Linked DNA regions of Sus scrofa: region 2 is linked to region 1. The links are chromatin contacts, called in public HiChIP or PLAC-seq maps. All regions are on one chromosome and are shown on one strand. The core of a region is the stretch at or near the end of the contact, and the rest is flanking DNA. Distances in the headings are between cores, read along the strand shown. Region 1 holds the start of LOC102162486 (putative RNA-binding protein Luc7-like 2). Region 2 holds the start of ZC3HAV1 (zinc finger CCCH-type containing, antiviral 1).

Region 1 (4,503 bases), core at 724-3,223:
ATAATGGAAAAGGAGCAATTTAAGACATGCTGCAGTTATAAAAACCATTCTTCTCTGAAAGTGAAAAAATGGTAACTGGCAGAAGTTTCCCCAGTGGTGTTTTTTAATTAATATTAACTTGCAAGGATTTACTACACAAATAAAATTCATTTCCTTCCCAGTCTTCCCCTCTTCTCTACACAACCACAACAGGTTTGCGATCTACATTTTCTATAAAGAAAAGTTGCAAACGTGGGTTTTTATTAAAACTGAACTAGGAACACTGAAAAACGATTCAAAGTATGCGCTGTTAAAAACATTTGAATTCAATGTTTTTAATCTACTCACACATTCTGCTGCAAAGCACTTAAGGAAATTATAACAGTGGACTATTCAAAAGTTTGTGTGCCTTTTCTCTTAAGTCAAACAATTTAAATAACTTATCAAGAAAAAAAAAGCACTTCTTTAATGGCTAAGAAACTATTTGCCTGAACAAGCAACATACAAAAATGAGCAAGGGTTTGGCTTTGTTTTTAAGAGATAATGAACTAGAGCCTTCCTTCATATTCGCATGGATTTGAATCGAATTTCAAAGAGTACATTACTAACGATCATCACCAAAAAAGCAACAGCACTTTATCTTTTTATTTAGACATTCTCTATGACAAAAAGATATCCATCCAGCAATTAGTGGTTTTCTACACAAATTCTAACCTAAGCGCCTAAAAGGATCGTTGTTTCCCTCAATTCTACTTCACTGGGCACATTTTCAAAATGGTTCTACTTGGGCAACAAGCAAGATTTGTCAATATTTACTGAACAAAGCCTCTATTAAATTGTCTAACAAAATGGAGGTCTCCCGGAAAAAACAGGCCGTAACACTTTCTTTTTACAAAATGGGCCAAACACACCCACCTCAAGAAACCATGGTTTGGGTCAGATTTCCCCATAAGAACAGTTGTTTCTGTGGGGGTCGAGAGTGCATCTCTGGGACTGGATTCCTAGTGAAAAAGGTTTTTCCGGACCCAGATAAGAGGGGCGGGGGAGAGGGGGTGTCACTTCTCTCTGGATTCTCTGGAGGGCGGCGGCGAGGGATGATCCCAAAACTCTGGGTTCGGAAATTAGCTCAGGGGGACGGAGGCTTTAGCGGTCCAGGTACCCAATCAGCCACAAAACAGGCCGGCCGACTACCCAAGAGAGACGTGGGCTCTCCGGTCCCAGCCAAGTCAACACTGAACGCTTCAACTCTCCTTTCAGCCTCCAGGCCCCGCCTGACCCCATTGGCAGCAGTTCCCGCCAATCCGCTCGGTCACCGCCCCCCAAGCCCGCCTGCCCAGCCATGATTGGATGGGACAGGAGCTGGGACCTCGTGTTACCAATCTGGGAGCCCCTTACTCAGCCACACACGCAAGCCCAGGTGCACCCGCGGAACCCCTGCCCCTCGCTTTCCCGATCCCTTCCCCCACCCCCGGGGCAGTGGCAGAGACTTACCGTCCCGGGAGGTGCCCATCAACTGGTCCAGCATCGCGCGCATCTGGGCCTGCGCCGACATGGCGGCGGCGTAGCGGGCGGACGGGCCGGGGTGGGGCGCAGACCGGGCCCTCTCGGGCGGGGGGGAGGGGGCAGGGGGAAGGGGTTGGGGGAGGTGAGACGCTGTCTTGGTTGCCGCCGCTGCCTCAAGGCGTGCGGAAAAGGAGCCGGAGGGGCTGCAGGAGAGTCCGGGCTGCGTTCCTCAAGACGACGCGTACGTGGAAGGCAGCAGCCCCCCAAAGCGACCCTCGCTCCCTCACGCTCCGTCGGGTTCCTGGGAGAGAAGCGATACCGGCTAAGCAAGCTCTCGTCTCCAACACCGCCACCCGCCGGAAAACGTCAGCCCCCCCCTCCAAGCTCTGACGCCGCTCGCCGCCACCGTCGCCGCAACGTGAGCGCGCACGCTCCTCGCGCTTAGTCGTTTCCCGCGGGGGCTCCACCAACCGGCGTTCAACTGTATATACTCCGCCCGCCCCGCGTAGGAGGGGCTCCACCCTAACGGCTCTCGGGCGCGTGCACGCGGCCTTCTTCCGCTCCTGCCAACCCCCCCCCCTCGATCTCGCGAGACTCTGGTGCCTCAACGGCTCTGCGAGCCGGATCCGCCCGGGGCGCCAAAAGGTCTGTTAGGGCAGTGCCGCACGCCTTGCTGGCGAATCAGACCCAGGTTAGCCAGAGGGTTTGCCCCAGTCGAAAGTAAGTAGAGACCATGCCCGTCGTTTCGACTGAGGTTAGCAGTCTTATGGGCGTATTCCTGATGAGTACTCACAGGTTAACGTGTTTTCAGGGGCCGACCTGAAAATCGTGTAGACTCGACCTTTTTCTCCCTGCTCCCCGACCCCTTATGGAAGGAGCCCTGGAGATCTGACAGCTGGGTCATTTTCCTTAATGACTTTAACAAATGACCTTAATAGGAGTTCCCGTGGTGGCGCAGTGGCTAATGAATCTGACTGGGAACCATGAGGTTGCGGGTTCGATCCCTGCCCTTGCTCAGTGGGTTAACGATCCGGCGTTGCCGTGGGCTGTGGTGTAGATTGCAGGCGGGGCTCGGATCCCGCGTTGCTGTGGCTCTGGCGTAGGCGGGTGGCTACAGCTCCGATTCAACCCCTAGCCTGGGAACCTCCATATGCCGCAGGAGCAGCCCAAGAAATGGCAAAAATACAAAAAAAAAAAAAAAAAAAAAAATGACCTTAATAAAGCAGGGAGGCTTTAAGCCCCCAGAACTGGAGTAAGTCAAGTTCAGGAAATAATGCCCGAAATTAATACACTAGGAAATTGGCCATCTAACCTCCTTGGATTTTTCATCGTTAACGTATATAGCAGGAAGCTGTTACTCTAAATTAGAAACTATAAATATTAAGCAGTATTCTGAGAAAGGAAAGGAGGTAATCTTGTAGCCAATTTCTTTCCTGCCGAAGTTAAATATGTAGGGTAAGGCCTTTTCAGTATATCAGCAGCATTGACAACGAAAAAGAAAGCCTGTGGGTTTGCCATCACCCTGCATTCCAAAGGACGGATTACTAACTGGGACCTTCAGCAGTTTATTTCTTAATCTCACGTCTAATGGCGATAAACATACATACCTTAGCACTGTGGGGAGGCCTAAGTGAGCTAAAAGAAATGCCTAGCGTTCTCTTGGGGCACAGCGGATTAAGGATCCGGTCTTGTCACTGCCGCGGCTCGGTGGGGGTCGCTGCTCTGATGCGGGTTCCATCCCTGGTCTGGGAATCTCTACTTGTCTCTGGCGCAGCCAAAAAAGAAAGAAAGAAAGAAAGAAAATGCCCAGCCTGGAGCCCTGTCCTGATATTTAAACTTTTTTTTTTTTTTTTTTTTTTGTATAACAATTAACTCCTTAAAATGAGACAAGGGTATTTTGAAAGGATATAATGGTATTTTTATGATTGTTTCATCAAAATTTTAGCTACCATTGTCTTGGAACTTATAATTTACCAGCAAGATAAAAAAGGTTAACATGAAATAGTCATACTCCGAACGAAGATCCCTTTAAATGCATAGTGGGAGTTCCTCTTGTGGCTCAGCGGTAACTAACCAACTAGTAACCTTGAGAATGCGGGTTCCATACCTGGCCTTGCTCCGTGGGTTAGTTATTCTGCGTTGCCTTGAGCTATGGTGTAGGTCCCAGAGATCGCTGGGATCCTGCGTGGCTGTGGCGGTAGCCCCTCAGCTGCAGCTCCAATTCAACCCCTAGCCTGAGAGTTTCCACATGCTACAGGTGTGGCCATAAAAAGAAGAAAAAAAAAAAAAAAAAAAAAGCATAGTGGGCCAATAAATAGCTTAGCATCACTGTAGTGTTTAGTAACTGACAAAAGTTTCCCACCAATTATTCAGAGAACTGAAAACTCAAACTCCAAATATTTTGAATATTACGCTTTGAAAACTGCTTACAATAAAAGAAAAAAGTACAAAAACATGTCCTAGAGGAGTGCACTGTTATGTATACAATATCCTTGGAGGAAAACACACTAAAATGTTGAATAATTACGTGTTGGTGAAGAGATTTTCGTTCTCTCACTTTCTCTCTCTCACCTTTCTGGCTGCTTACATTTTAGACATATCTCCTATTTTTTTTAAATAGGTCCTTTTAAATAATCTGATACTCACTGTCTTTTAAGTGAAGCATTTAATCATATTAATTTCATGTATGCCTGGGTTTAAAGCGCTGGTTTTATTTGTTTCACCCGTTTTATGTTTAATTTTCTCTCCTTTCCCACCTACCTATTAATCGTTCCATTTTTTTCCCCTTCTAGTAGTTTGGAAATTTTAGTCTGTTTTTATTCTTTTAGCAGTTACCCTAGAAGTTACAAGGGGCGTTTTTAACTGAATCAAAATCTAATCAATACCTTTATACTTACCGTAGGGAAATAATATAGAGAACCTAGAAAACTAACTCCATATAAGTTCTTCCCAAGTCATGGGCTCTTGTTAACGTGTGTTTTAGTTCCCTGTTTTTTAAAAACCAAGTTTCATATAATCAGA
Region 2 (4,503 bases), core at 1,065-3,564, 200 kb after region 1:
TGGATGTCCCTTACATTTTCATGTCTTCCCAAACACAAGTTCCTTGAGAGCAGGGATTATTTCGTAAACTTCTGTCATTTATTTTATTTTTGCTTTTTAGGGCCACACCCGAGGCATACGCAAGTTCCCAGGCTAGGAGTTGAATCGGAGCTACAGCTGCTGGCCTACACTACAGCCACAGCCACGCCAGATCTGAGCTGCATCTGCGACCCCATGGCTCATGGCAACGCTGGATCCTTAACCCACTGAGCGAGGCCGGGGATGGAACACGCATCCTCATGAATAGTAGTCGGATTCGTTTCCCCTGGACCACAGCAGGAACTTATTTTGTGAGCTTCCGTATGCCCACAGAGACCGACTAACTTATGAGCCACACAAAAGATGTTATGATGAATTTAATTGATTTGATATTGAAAGCCCAGACCCTGGGAATCTGTCAGATTATAAATCAGGCCACGTGGATTAAAGGTAACTATAAATCAGGCCATCTGTTGCTATAAAGTAATAGGTAGAGGGATGATCTGGTTGAGCTCAGTTTAGGCTGGTTTTCATAACAAAATGCTCTATACCTGAGAGACGTGGTTCGCCAACCAAGAACTGCCAATCTGAGGAGAACACCCAGTGATCATTTTACAGATTTTCTAGTTTGACAACTGGATTCTACCATTAAAAAAAAAAAGGTTTATTACCTATCTGATCAATGACCCATTTATTTCACTTGGGAATGTTGGAAGGAAAAAGGAAAAACTTTTTCCCTCCGCCACATGAGTCCATTGATTGGATCCTGCAAATTAACTGACAATAGATTAACAGGAGAAAAGGCAAAATTTATTTAGCATTGGGCGGGGGGGACTTCTAATAATGGAAACCTCCAGTGAAGGACTAAAGTAACTTTATATCTCTCAGTTTAACAAAAGGGAGGTTTTTAGGACTACAGTGGGAGAGTAGGGAAGGTTCTGCCGGGCTTTTTGATGCTAATGGCAATGGTTGATCTGTCTTCACCGCAACTGAATTAGCAGGAAACTCCCTTGGAAGGAGGTTAAGGGCAGCTGTACGTTAGGTAGGTTCTGCTTTATTCAGATTTGGAGCAGTTCAGATAAGATTTCTTTCTTCATCTTCTGTAGCTGAAACGTTTTCACTTTAAAATAATCCTAATACCAAGCCTGGGGGTGCAAGTGGGTTCCCACCGAAGGAAAAGATCTTGTCCAAACATCCGAGAAGAGGAACCTAATCTCAAGTCTTGGGATGTGTCTGAGCATGCCCGACGGTGACTGACTGCTATCCGATATTTAGCCTTGTGTGGGTCTCAGCGTCTGAGACACCTCTGTTCGCGATTATAGACAGGCAAGAATGTGTCAAGAAGCAGTTCTTCAAAAAGCTCCCGAGAGGAATTCCCCTGTGGCACAGCAGGGTAATCAACCAGCATTGACAGAGCAGCCTCTCTGGTCGCTGCGGTGGCGTAGGTTCGACTCCGGGAACTTCCACATGCCTCCATAATATAAATAAATACATACAAAAAGTTATGAGAAGGCAAAATAGGGGAAACCAATAATCACTGGCCTTTAAGAAGGCAGGGTGGTGTGGGAGAAAGTGCATAGCAGTCCCGGCCAATCTGGAGCCTGGGGGCCAGATTTGGGGAACATCCGGCTTGAGGGACGGCTGTTGTGTGCTCAGGTTACTTCCTCAAATAGAGCGAAGATAACAATATCTAGCTAGTGCAATAACTAGCTAGTACTAGTTGTGAAGACTCACCAATACAGGAGGCAGGGCGCCGGCTGGGAGCAAGTCAAGGGCTCACTCGGGTCTGTGCTTGGCGGGGATGGGGGGGGTGGTGGAGAATAGAAGACTCCTCAAGAGGGCTCCCAAGACTCGCGTTATTCGCCACTTGGGCTGGCTTTAAAACTCCCTCAGAGCCCCGAGATGATTTTTAGTTTCTCTTCTCTCCGAAGCAGCCTCGCGGTGCCCAGCTGGGGAACCTGACCTTCGCGGAGCAGAGAACCGAGAGGGAGCCGTCCGACTGTCGCCGGCGGATTAGTCCCAGCCTGTTCGCTCTCTTTCCAGTTGCTCGCCGTCGCGATTGATTTTAAGTTGACACAAGGACCGGGTCGGTGCGATCTGGACTCTCGACCCAAGCCTTGGAGGAAACCGAAACCTCCGGGCTCAGCTAACAGCGGCGGAGAGCGCACGCTCGCTCGCTCGCCCCGGGCGCGCCCAGCCCGCGCGCCGCCCGCTCCCGCCCCCGGGATTCTAGTAAGTTTCGATTCTCCCCAGAGCGGAGTCCCGCGCCGCCGCGGCCAGGCCAGCGCAGGGAGCCATGGCTGACCCGGGGGTGTGCTGCTTCATCACCAAAATCCTGTGCACCCACGGGGGCCGTATGGCCCTGGAGGAGCTGCTGCAAAAGGTGAAGCTCTCCGAGGCGCAGCTCTGCGAGGTGCTGACAACCGCCGGGCCCGACCGCTTCGTGCTGTTGGAGACCGGCGGCAAGGCGGGGGTCACCCGGTCCGTGGTGGCCACCACTCGAGTCCGGGTCTGCCGTCGCAAGTACTGCAACAGACAGTGCGGCAACCTGCACCTCTGCAAGCTCAACCTGTTGGGCCGGTGCCACTATTCGCAGTCGGAGCGGTGAGTGCCCTGAGCGGGAGGGGCGGCTCCCCGGGTGGTGGTCGGGGAGGACTCGCGGCTGCTGCTCCGGGAGGGGCGCGCCCTCGCGGGGACCTCGCACCCCGTGCCGCGTCCTCCAGACGTTCACATCTTCGCTCCCCTTCTTGCTGGGCCCGCGCTTCTTCGCCTGGAGGGTCCTTTCCTTCGGGCGCCGTCAGACCTTTCCTGAATATGGCTAGCGCGCTATTGCCCTGGTGGAGACGACGATTAACCCCACGTCCTTAAGAATAAAGTACTTTTGGGTAAACCGGGGCCTAGAGAATTTGGAAGCAGGTTTGGGAAGGAAAGAAAATGCCCCCACTCTCTGGAATCTTGAGTCTTTCCCTCTCGGTCCCTCCGCACACACCCCCCCGCCCCCCGCCCCGCTCCAGCTCCCAGGCGTTCTGTGGTCTTTGCATCCGATTCTCTCTCCACCGCAGAGGGTCCCTGCTTGGCCCTCCATCGGTGCCTCCTTTCTCCTCGTTATCATTCTTCTGATATCTGACTGTAGACCGCACCACCAGACTAGAATGGTCCCATTCAAGGTCATTGATGATGGGTCCTCCACCAGAGTTGCTTCCCCAAGACCCCCCCACCCCCACCCCGTGGTGACTCACACGGTTGACCACCCACTCTTGGGACCACTTTGAACAGGGTGGCAGATCTCCCGGGCAGCTGCTTCTGTGTTTCCACTTGTTCTTTTTTGCCTCCTGATACCGATGTGGCCCAAGGTTTGGGTTAAGCCTTTTGACGTACCTGTCTGCCAAGTCTCCCCGTGGGAGCACTCTCCCTTTGGGTTCAGTTGTCACATGTACAAAGATGGCCTCCTTGTGTACATTCGCTGTCCAGGCCTTCCTGCTGATTCTAGGTTCTTGTCTCCCGGTGTCTGAGGAGCATCTGTGCCTGCATATCTTGTCAATAGGAGTCAAATTCATCCTCTGACATGCCCCCCAACCTCTTCTGCTTCACAGTACTTTCGGGACCCCTTAATCACCCAGCCCTCCTGTTCCTGTCAGGTTCCTACTTCTCATCTCACTTCTAAATGAATGCCTTGTTGAATGAATGAGTGACTTCCTCAAACTGTCGTCTTTCTCCTCACTTTTTCTATCTGTATGTACTTCTGCTAAATTACTTTTCCTGATGTAGTACTTTTCACACTTCACCCACCCCTCCTTAAAACTTGAAGTGGTGTCTTAGTGCCCAAAAAGGGTGATCATCAAACTTTTTGTGATGCACGAATGGGCAAAAACCTTTAGATCACTCACCCCCAGTATTTGTGATAAAACAGTACAAAAAGAGATGTTTTAAATGGATGAAGTAAATGAGATGTTTTCAAAAGTTTTGTTTAGAGTAGAACTGTTAAAAAAATTTAAAAATAATGCTCTGTTGCTGTTAAAAAATATTTATTGCGTACGTTGTGATGCAACAACCGCAAAGTCTGTTTGTGAGTTTCAGGAAGTTATGCGCAGGGAAGGAGTCATCTAAGTCAGCAAGGGATGAAATCAGGAAGGAGGGAAGGAGGGAAGAAAGTAGAGAATAGAAAAGCAGAAGGAACTTTCTAAGCACTCTACTGAGTAACAATGGAGATGGAGGAGTTCCCGTCATGGCGCAGCGGAAAAAAATCCAAGAAACATGAGGTTTCGGGTTCGATCCCTGGCCTTGCTCAGTGGGCTAAGGATCCGGTGTTGCCATAAGCTGTGGTGTAGGTCGCAGATGCAGCTTGGATCTGGCTTTGCTGTGGCTCTGGCGCAGGCTGGCAGCTCCAGCTCCAGTTAGACCTCTAGCCTGGGAACCTCCATATGCTGTGGGTGCTGCCCTAAAAAGCAAAACACATACACACACACACACACACACACAACAATG

The links. HiChIP or PLAC-seq counts read pairs in DNA pulled down with a chosen protein or histone mark.
Region 2: a contact with region 1 is called in an H3K27ac HiChIP or PLAC-seq map of alveolar macrophages. The contact joins the promoter of ZC3HAV1 here to the promoter of LOC102162486 in region 1. A contact is called at or near these places in 3 of 47 Hi-C or Micro-C datasets (heart right ventricle and liver) and 1 of 2 datasets of contacts at active chromatin or transcription factors (alveolar macrophages).

What each region holds. Positions count from the first base shown.
Region 1 is chr18:10,331,254-10,335,756 of Sscrofa11.1, forward strand. It overlaps LOC102162486 (putative RNA-binding protein Luc7-like 2), which reads right to left and starts at 1,974. Exons shown (of 11, transcript XM_013990780.2): 1 at 1,471-1,974.
Region 2 is chr18:10,530,208-10,534,710 of Sscrofa11.1, forward strand. ZC3HAV1 (zinc finger CCCH-type containing, antiviral 1) reads left to right here and starts at 2,315. Exons shown (of 13, transcript NM_001177489.1): 1 at 2,315-2,622. The coding sequence starts at 2,315.